Linked DNA regions of Mus musculus: region 1 is linked to region 2. A link is a contact called in public HiCAR-type data. All regions are on one chromosome and are shown on one strand. The core of a region is the stretch at or near the end of the contact, and the rest is flanking DNA. Distances in the headings are between cores, read along the strand shown.

Evidence for each region. HiCAR-type assays count read pairs that join an accessible place to other places.
Region 1: a contact with region 2 is called in a HiCAR-type map of astrocytes, with 6 times the contacts expected there. The contact joins the promoter of Klf2 here to the promoter of Zfp866 in region 2. A contact is called at or near these places in 1 of 39 promoter capture datasets (the HPC-7 cell line) and 1 of 115 datasets of contacts at active chromatin or transcription factors (astrocytes).

The regions. Positions count from the first base shown.
Region 1 is chr8:72,317,770-72,322,039 of GRCm38.p6, forward strand. It overlaps Klf2 (Kruppel-like factor 2 (lung)), which reads left to right and starts at 1,293. Exons shown (of 3, transcript NM_008452.2): 1 at 1,293-1,380; 2 at 1,657-2,473; 3 at 2,975-3,885. The coding sequence starts at 1,309. The coding sequence ends at 3,150.
Region 2 is chr8:69,772,910-69,776,664 of GRCm38.p6, forward strand. It overlaps Zfp866 (zinc finger protein 866), which reads right to left and starts at 2,002. Exons shown (of 4, transcript NM_177899.3): 1 at 1,881-2,002. The coding sequence starts at 1,883.

The sequences.
Region 1 (4,270 bases), core at 43-2,542, 2.5 Mb after region 2:
TCCGGGGTTAAGGTCAAAATTGCACCAATGTCCTTCCCCAGGCTCACCACATACTTCCTCCTCTTCCACTGTTCCTTTTTTTTTTCTGTTTAGGCCCCTTGGGTATTATGCATATTTATTTGATGTGCCCATCCCCCACTGAGTATCCCTTGCAAGTCTTGACAGTCAGACAACAGCTCTTCCCTGCACTAGAAGGATTTATGTGAGGTGTATGTTTGTGGGAGGTGAAAGGTCCCAGAGACTCAGTACTGTATTTATGTATCTAGTGTAAATTGTAATTATTACATGCTATTGTGTATTTGCACGTGCGCCAGTGCACTGTGAGGTCTAAGGACAACTTATGGGAACGGATTCTCTCCCCCTTTTGGGAACTGAGCTCCTTGGATGAGGCTTGTAAGCAGACACTAAGCCATCATGCCTGCCTCTAGTGTTTGCTTCTTTTTTAAGACACGGTCTCTTGTAGCCAAAGGGGCCTTGAACCTAATGCTTTCAACCTCCTAAATGTTCTGAAGACAAGCATATACCACCATGCCATGGTGTCTGCCTCTGTGTGTGTGTGTGTGTCTCCTTCCCTCCCTCCCTCCCTCCCTCCCTCCCTCCCTCCCTCCCTCCCTCCCTCCCTCCCTCCCTCCCTCCCTCCCTCCCTCCCATCTCTCTCTCTCTCTCTCTCTCTCTCTCTCTCCCTCTCTCTCTCTTTCTCTCTCTGTGTCTATCTCTCTCCCTCTGTGTGTGTGTGTGTGTGTGTGTGTGTGTGTGTGTGTATTAAGGGGGCTACGATGCTCCAGGCTGGCCTCAACTCCCTTCTAGGCAGGCCCCAAACTTCATCCTTCTTGTCTTAGCTTCCAAGGTAGCTTAAACAAAGATTTCACAGAGCGTTCCCTGGGTGAGCACTGTGACCCCAGACTCCCCATGCATCGGTCCAGGTTTCCAGGGGCTTGAGGCTGGGGAGATACCGGGAAAGCCTCGTCACCCGTGTTCCCCGCGGAGTCCCAGGTGCCACCCCCTCCCCCGCCCCCCGCGCGCGCTAACTATGCTGTTGTGCCTGGTTTGTTGACGCCGTCGCCATAGGGACGGTCGGGGGCGGGGCCCGGCCGCGGGGGCGGGGCTTGAGGAGCGCAGTCCGGGCTCCCGCAGTAGCCGCCACAGCCACCACCGCCAGGCTTATATACCGCGGCTAAATTTAGGCTGAGCCCGGAGCTCGTCCCCATCCGGGACGCGTTTCCGTCGACGCCTCCTAGCCCGGCCCTCTGTGCCTGCCGCGCCTATAAGGCCTGGGTGGGCCGGGCCACAGCACACACAGTCCCTGCCATGGCGCTCAGCGAGCCTATCTTGCCGTCCTTTGCCACTTTCGCCAGCCCGTGCGAGCGCGGCCTCCAGGAGGTGAGGGCAGCGAGGGTCCGCGGGCGGCGGGGTAGCAAGGTACCAGGCTACAGGGTGCAGGAGCCAGTACTGGAGATGACAAGGTCCAGGGTGCTGACCGCCTCAGGGAGTTAGACTTCAGGCTGTGGGACAGGAGGTGGGTGCAGGGACTGAGGACACGCGCGCTGAAGGGATGCCGTGCACCGGGTGCAGATCTTGAGGGCCTAGTTGTTAGACTTTGGGGTGCAGGGTAGCAGGAGGCACCCCCACTCACGTCCCGCGCCCTGTCTCCTGCAGCGCTGGCCGCGAAATGAACCCGAGGCGGGCGGCACGGATGAGGACCTAAACAACGTGTTGGACTTCATCCTCTCCATGGGATTGGACGGTCTGGGCGCCGAAAATCCTCCCGAGCCCCCGCCGCAGCCCCCGCCGCCTGCCTTCTACTACCCGGAGCCGGGTGCTCCGCCGCCCTACAGCATCCCCGCGGCCAGCCTGGGAACAGAGCTGCTGCGCCCCGACCTGGACCCGCCTCAGGGGCCGGCTCTGCACGGCCGCTTCCTCCTCGCGCCTCCCGGGCGGCTAGTGAAGGCCGAGCCCCCCGAGGTGGACGGCGGCGGCTACGGCTGCGCTCCGGGCCTGGCCCACGGACCGCGCGGGCTGAAGCTCGAGGGCGCCCCAGGAGCGACAGGTGCATGCATGCGGGGTCCCGCCGGCCGCCCCCCGCCGCCCCCGGACACGCCGCCGCTCAGCCCCGACGGCCCCCTGCGCATCCCGGCGTCCGGTCCCCGCAACCCGTTCCCGCCGCCCTTCGGTCCCGGCCCCAGCTTCGGCGGTCCCGGCCCCGCGTTGCACTACGGGCCTCCCGCGCCTGGCGCCTTCGGTCTTTTCGAGGACGCGGCGGCAGCGGCGGCGGCGCTGGGCTTGGCTCCACCTGCCACGCGCGGTCTCCTCACGCCGCCCTCGTCCCCGCTGGAGCTGCTGGAGGCCAAGCCCAAACGCGGCCGCCGCTCCTGGCCCCGCAAGCGCGCCGCCACACATACTTGCAGCTACACCAACTGCGGCAAGACCTACACCAAGAGCTCGCACCTAAAGGCGCATCTGCGTACACACACAGGTGGGCGCCTGGCCTCATTCCCGGGATCTGCGGCAGGGGGATGGCCGCGAGTTCAGGAACAGGCTAGGTTACAGAGGAAGACCCTGTCCATCCTCCAGAAGGGAAATGGATACTGTCCCCAGAGTCTATGACACTGCCAAGGGGGTGTGGCAGTTTAATGGGTTGGCTCCGAGGGACTCAGGTCTCAAGAATTCGGGACATAATTAAGAAGCTGTGGAGGGCTGGGCTGGGGCTTAGCACTGCATATAAAGTTTGGCATGGTGGCCTGAGCCTGTCATCTCAGTACTGAGCAGAAGAATCAGGAATTCAGACCTAATCTCAGAATGTTAGGGGAGGAATGCACCTGAGCCTGCTAGTGGTCAGCTTCAGGAGCCCAAGGTTCTCTGTTTAGATTAGATGTGGGATGGAGATGAGAGGGAGAGGGCAGTGCTATCCGGTGCAGGGTGCCCAGAGCAGGCTTTCGGGGAAATTGAGGCTCAATGTCATTCCTCTCTGATGCAGGTGAGAAGCCTTATCATTGCAACTGGGAAGGATGCGGCTGGAAGTTCGCGCGCTCTGACGAGCTTACCCGCCACTACCGAAAGCACACAGGTCACAGACCCTTTCAGTGCCACTTGTGCGACCGGGCCTTCTCCAGGTCCGACCACCTGGCCTTGCACATGAAGCGACACATGTAGCCTGGGTCGACTCGGCTAGCCCATGCGCGACTGTGGCAGGTTCCACGCGCGGGGCACGGTCCCCTTGCAAACAGACTGCTATTTATTGGACCTTAGGACAGAGCCGGACAAGTGTGGCCACAGGAAAATGACTCTGCCACCAGTTCTGGCCCCCACAGTGACTGAAGGCCCCAGGAAAGAAGACAGGAGTCTGTGAAGAATGTTTTCAAAATGGTGCAATAATTGACTTATTTCCCTCGGGTCCCCACTAGAGGATCGAGGCTAGATGCCTTGTGAGAAATGCCTTTGAGTTTACTGTCCCCAACGTTTTTATAATATTGTATATAAGACTATGACCGATTGTATTTCTATAAGGGAGACGATGGCATCTCTGCCGCCTGCTTCGTTTTTATACGACTTTTTTTTAATTAAAGTTTTGGATCTTTGGAGGAATCACGGTAGTGGTGTGGCTGGGGATAGGGTAGGTCCTGAGGGGACAGGGAGCAGTCAGTGCCTGTGGCCAAGGTCACCAGCTGCAGCCCCCAGCTGCCAAGGCCTGTGGGTTCGCTATAAATGTAAACATGGTGTTTTAGGATTGAGCACAGGTTATTTTTAAGTCTGCTACTTTGAGCCATAATTTGCCCCACCCCCACCCCCTGTATCCCAAGTGGGAAAAGCCTTGGCTCCACTGATGTGGCTGACCATTCCTTTTTTTAGAAAGAAAAATAGAAAAGAAAATTAAAAACCTTTTCCTGGTACCATCTTGGGGTTTAGCCAAACTTATGGAGCGTGCAGGTGTTTTGGCGAGCGCACGTGTGTGTGTGTGTGTGTGTGTGTGTGTGTGTGCGCGCGCGCGCACGCTCTCGAGCGTGTGTGTGTGTGTGTGGGTAAATGTATGGGTGGGTGTGTGTTTCCAGCAGGGTTTCTCTGTAGCCCTGACTGTTCTGGAACTCAGGCTGGCCTAGAACTCACAGATCCAGCTACCTCTGCCTCCTGAGTGCTGGAACTAAAGGCAGGCCCTCCCCTCTGCTCATTTCTTTTTTTTAAATACGCATACTAAGCTAGCACAAACCAGATCGCTTTGCGGCTGCCTCTCAGATATTGGTATTGGTCTTTTTATAGGGGTAAAACCCATGGTATA
Region 2 (3,755 bases), core at 752-3,251:
ATGCAGGTAAGAAGAGACAATGAAATATATACCAATTCAATAAAGTCCTCTAGGTAAGAACTACAATTTTTTTAAAAAGATTTTAACTGTTTTAAAACTTTCAAAAAGTTTTATTAGGAGCAAAGAGGAGATACAAATTATAGACATTTCCAAGAAAGGCAATGGGCCTCTTTGAGTGAGAGAATGCCAAGGGGCCTTACTTTGTTTTTTTCACACTTTTTTATGAAGATCAGTGTTTTGCCAGCACATATGCGGTGCCTGTGGAGATCAGAGGAGGCCTGGAGACTAGTTACAGGAGGTTGTAAATGGCCACCTGAGCACTGGGAACTGAATCAGGCAGCATCCTCTGCAAAAAACAACCAGGGCTTTTCACTGCTAAGCCACTTTTAAAGTTTTAAGAGTGTGTGTGTGTGTAGGGGTTCGTGCATTTGAAGGAGGTGCCCTCAGAGGCCAGAAGTGGAGATGGGATGCTCTGGTACTGGAGTTATAGGCAGTTGTGAGTCACAGAGGTGGATGCTGGAAATCAAACTGGAGTCTTTACAAGAGCAATACCCTCTTAAGCACTGAACCATCATTACAGACCATCCACCTCATCTTTTTGACAGGGTCTCATGATGTAACCCTGGCTAACCTGGAACTCTGCAGCTATGTAAACCAGGCTAGCCTCAATCTGCCAACCTCTTCCTCCCAAGTGCTGGGTTAAAAGTAGACTGACCAACCAACCCAGCAAGAACTATAATTTTTAACAACAAAAAACAAAACAAAACAAAACCATGCAGGGCAGTGGGAGACAATGCCTTGAATCTTGGCACATGGAAGGCAGAGAGAAGCAGGTGTATGGCTATGATTTCAAGGCCAGCCTCTACAGAGTGAGTTTTAGGCCAAAGCAGACCTAACAAAAAACAAAATAAGCAAAAAAGACAACAACAAAACCCCAACCAAACAAAAAGCAAACACAAAATAGTGATACCCCATAAATATGGCGATAGGAAGCTTCAGAACTGAACGTCATGTTTCCTCAATCTGCACTAAGATTTAAATAATCACAATATAAATCCTAACAACTTATGAAAAATTAAGAAACTGATTCTCAAGTTTATGTGGAGAGTGGAAAAAAACGAAAATGGTCCACACAATTCCAAAGAAACAGCACACAGACTTAAAGTGTATATATATAGTTATAGATATTATATATACACATGTTATATACACACACATATATATATGGGGTGTGTGTGTGTGTGTACCTTTTTTTGACAAAGTAGCAAAGGAAACTCAACAAAGGGCAGAATAGCAAAAGGTTATTAGCAGAACCGATGTCTATAGACAAGAAATTAAATAGAGTTTCACAATGTTGGGGCTGGAGAGATGGTTTAATGGTTGGGAAAACCGGCTGCTCTTCCAGAGGACCTGAGTTCAATTCCTAGTACCAACATGGCAGCTCAACAACAGTTCCAGAGGATCTGACATCCTCACAAAGACATACATACATTTTGGCAAAATACCAATGCACAAAAAATAATAATTTTTTTAAAGTTTAAAATTCACAGTATTAACTCAAGTTGATTGCTTTGACCTAAATGTTACATGAAAATTCAGAACTTCTAGAAAGTAGCAGAAACTAGATGACCTATTGTTTTACAACCTTCTGATGAGATACCCAAAGCAGGACTGTATAAAACGCCTGCCCCAGACAGAGCACCGACTCTTTCCTGCGCGAGGCGGAGCCTCCGCAGGGAGGCTCCGCGCTCTGCGCAGGCGCGGACCACGGCGAAGAGGACACAGGGCCCAGCGCCACACAGCACTGAATGCCGCTGCCGCCCCGCCCCAGCCTCGGGGAGGATCCACCACAGCGGGCAGGGACAGCGGCCCTTGCTCACCATGGCGCGGCTTCCGAACTCGCCCGCGCTCTCCTCACTGGTCCCGGCAGCAGCGCTCACAGCACAACACACCGCACCTCCCTGTGCCGCAGAGCCGAGCCACAATATGGCGGCCGTGAAGAACCCGCCTCTTGCCGCTCTCCAGTAGTCCTGATTAGACGGCACGGTTCTAGAACCTGATTGGCTACCAAAGCCTGAGTGACACTAGCTTCCAAAGCCGAAGTGTGGGATTCAAATGACAGCCATAGCCCCGCCCTCCTTGCTTCTAAGCAGAACTAGCTTCTCCCTGGTAAAGCAGTACTCCATCACCAAGTCGTCACTGTGCACACCGAGTGCTCATTGCAGCAATCCTGCTGCCTCACAATTAGAAAGGTGCTCAGGTCAGTTTTAATTAGAAGGTCAAATTATAACTGGACATGATGTTCTCCAGGCATCAGGAATTTGAGTAAGGAACATCTATGGTTTATACATCTGTCCCAGGTTGCACATTAACACAAGTATTCATTTCCTCTATTTTCATAGCATGTGTGTTCTTCCAGTTAAGATCTCTATCCAGCCGGGCAGTGCAGGCAGTGGTGGCACACACCTTTAATTCCAGCACTTGGGAGGCAGAGGCAGGCAGATTCCTGAGTTCGAGGCCAGAGTGGTCTACAGAGTGAGGACAGCCAAGGCTACACCAGAAACCCTGTCTTGAAAAAACCAAAACAAACAAACAAACAAAAACCAAAAACCTCTCTATCCTTCCATCTCACCCCCGTTTCTCCTCTCCAGGCCTCTACAGACATTCTAATTTAAACAAAAGCAAAAAGAAAAAGAAAAAGAAAATTGAAGACGTGGGTCAAGGAAATGACTTAGTAGGTTAAGCATGAACATAGTAGAAGAAGACCAACTCAGGAAAGTTGTCCTCTGGCCTCCACAAGTGTGTTCTTCACACACACATAAATATACACAGACACACACACACGTACATAGCCACTAAATCATCAGAACATTTTATTATTTAATTTTTGGTTTTTTGAGTTAGAGTTTCTCTGTGTAGCCCTAGCTATCCTGGTGTTTTTGTTTTTGTTTTTTGTTTTTTTGTTTTTTTCCAAGACAGGGTTTCTCTGTATAGCCCTGGCTATCCTAGAACTCACTCTGTAGACCAGGCTAATCTCAAACACAGAGGTCTACCTGCCTATGCTTCACGGGTGCTGGGAAAAAGGCGTTCACCCATTTTTACTAAAGAAGAAGTGGGGGAGTACTGGCAGTAGAAACAATAAGAAGGAAAAACCCAGCAAAGCTAATGGAGTCAATGAACAGATCAGTGAGTGGTGTTCAGTCGTGTAATGATTAGTCTTGATTGTCAAAGTGATAGGAGCAACCCTCCAGCATGTATGTAAGGGTGTTTCTAAATAGGGTAGTTGAGATAGGAAGGCTCTTCCTAAAAGTGGGCAGTATCATTACCTAGACCACAATCAAGGACCGACTGAAAAGAGGGAAGGAGGTGAGGGGATGGGAGCACTCTCTGTACCTTCTGCTCTTGTAGAGAACTTGTTTGGTTTACACACACACACACACACACACACACACACACACACACACACACACCCGTTGGCTCTTAACTTCCTGTAAATCCAGCTCCAGGGGATGAAATTCCTTCTTCTGAGCGCCTTCATGGCTCATGCATACTGAATTACCCATACATGTAAATAAAAAAAATGTTTTTAAATTATCATTATAGAATATCTTTTCTCCTCCTATGAAGGTTCCGATTCTCCCTGTTTAAGATCTCAAATATCTCTGAATTATAACTATTCCTAAGACAAGATATAATAAAGAGAATATACCTAGGAGCCAAAGTTAAAACTCCGTGTTAGCGCCAGCTAACCATCC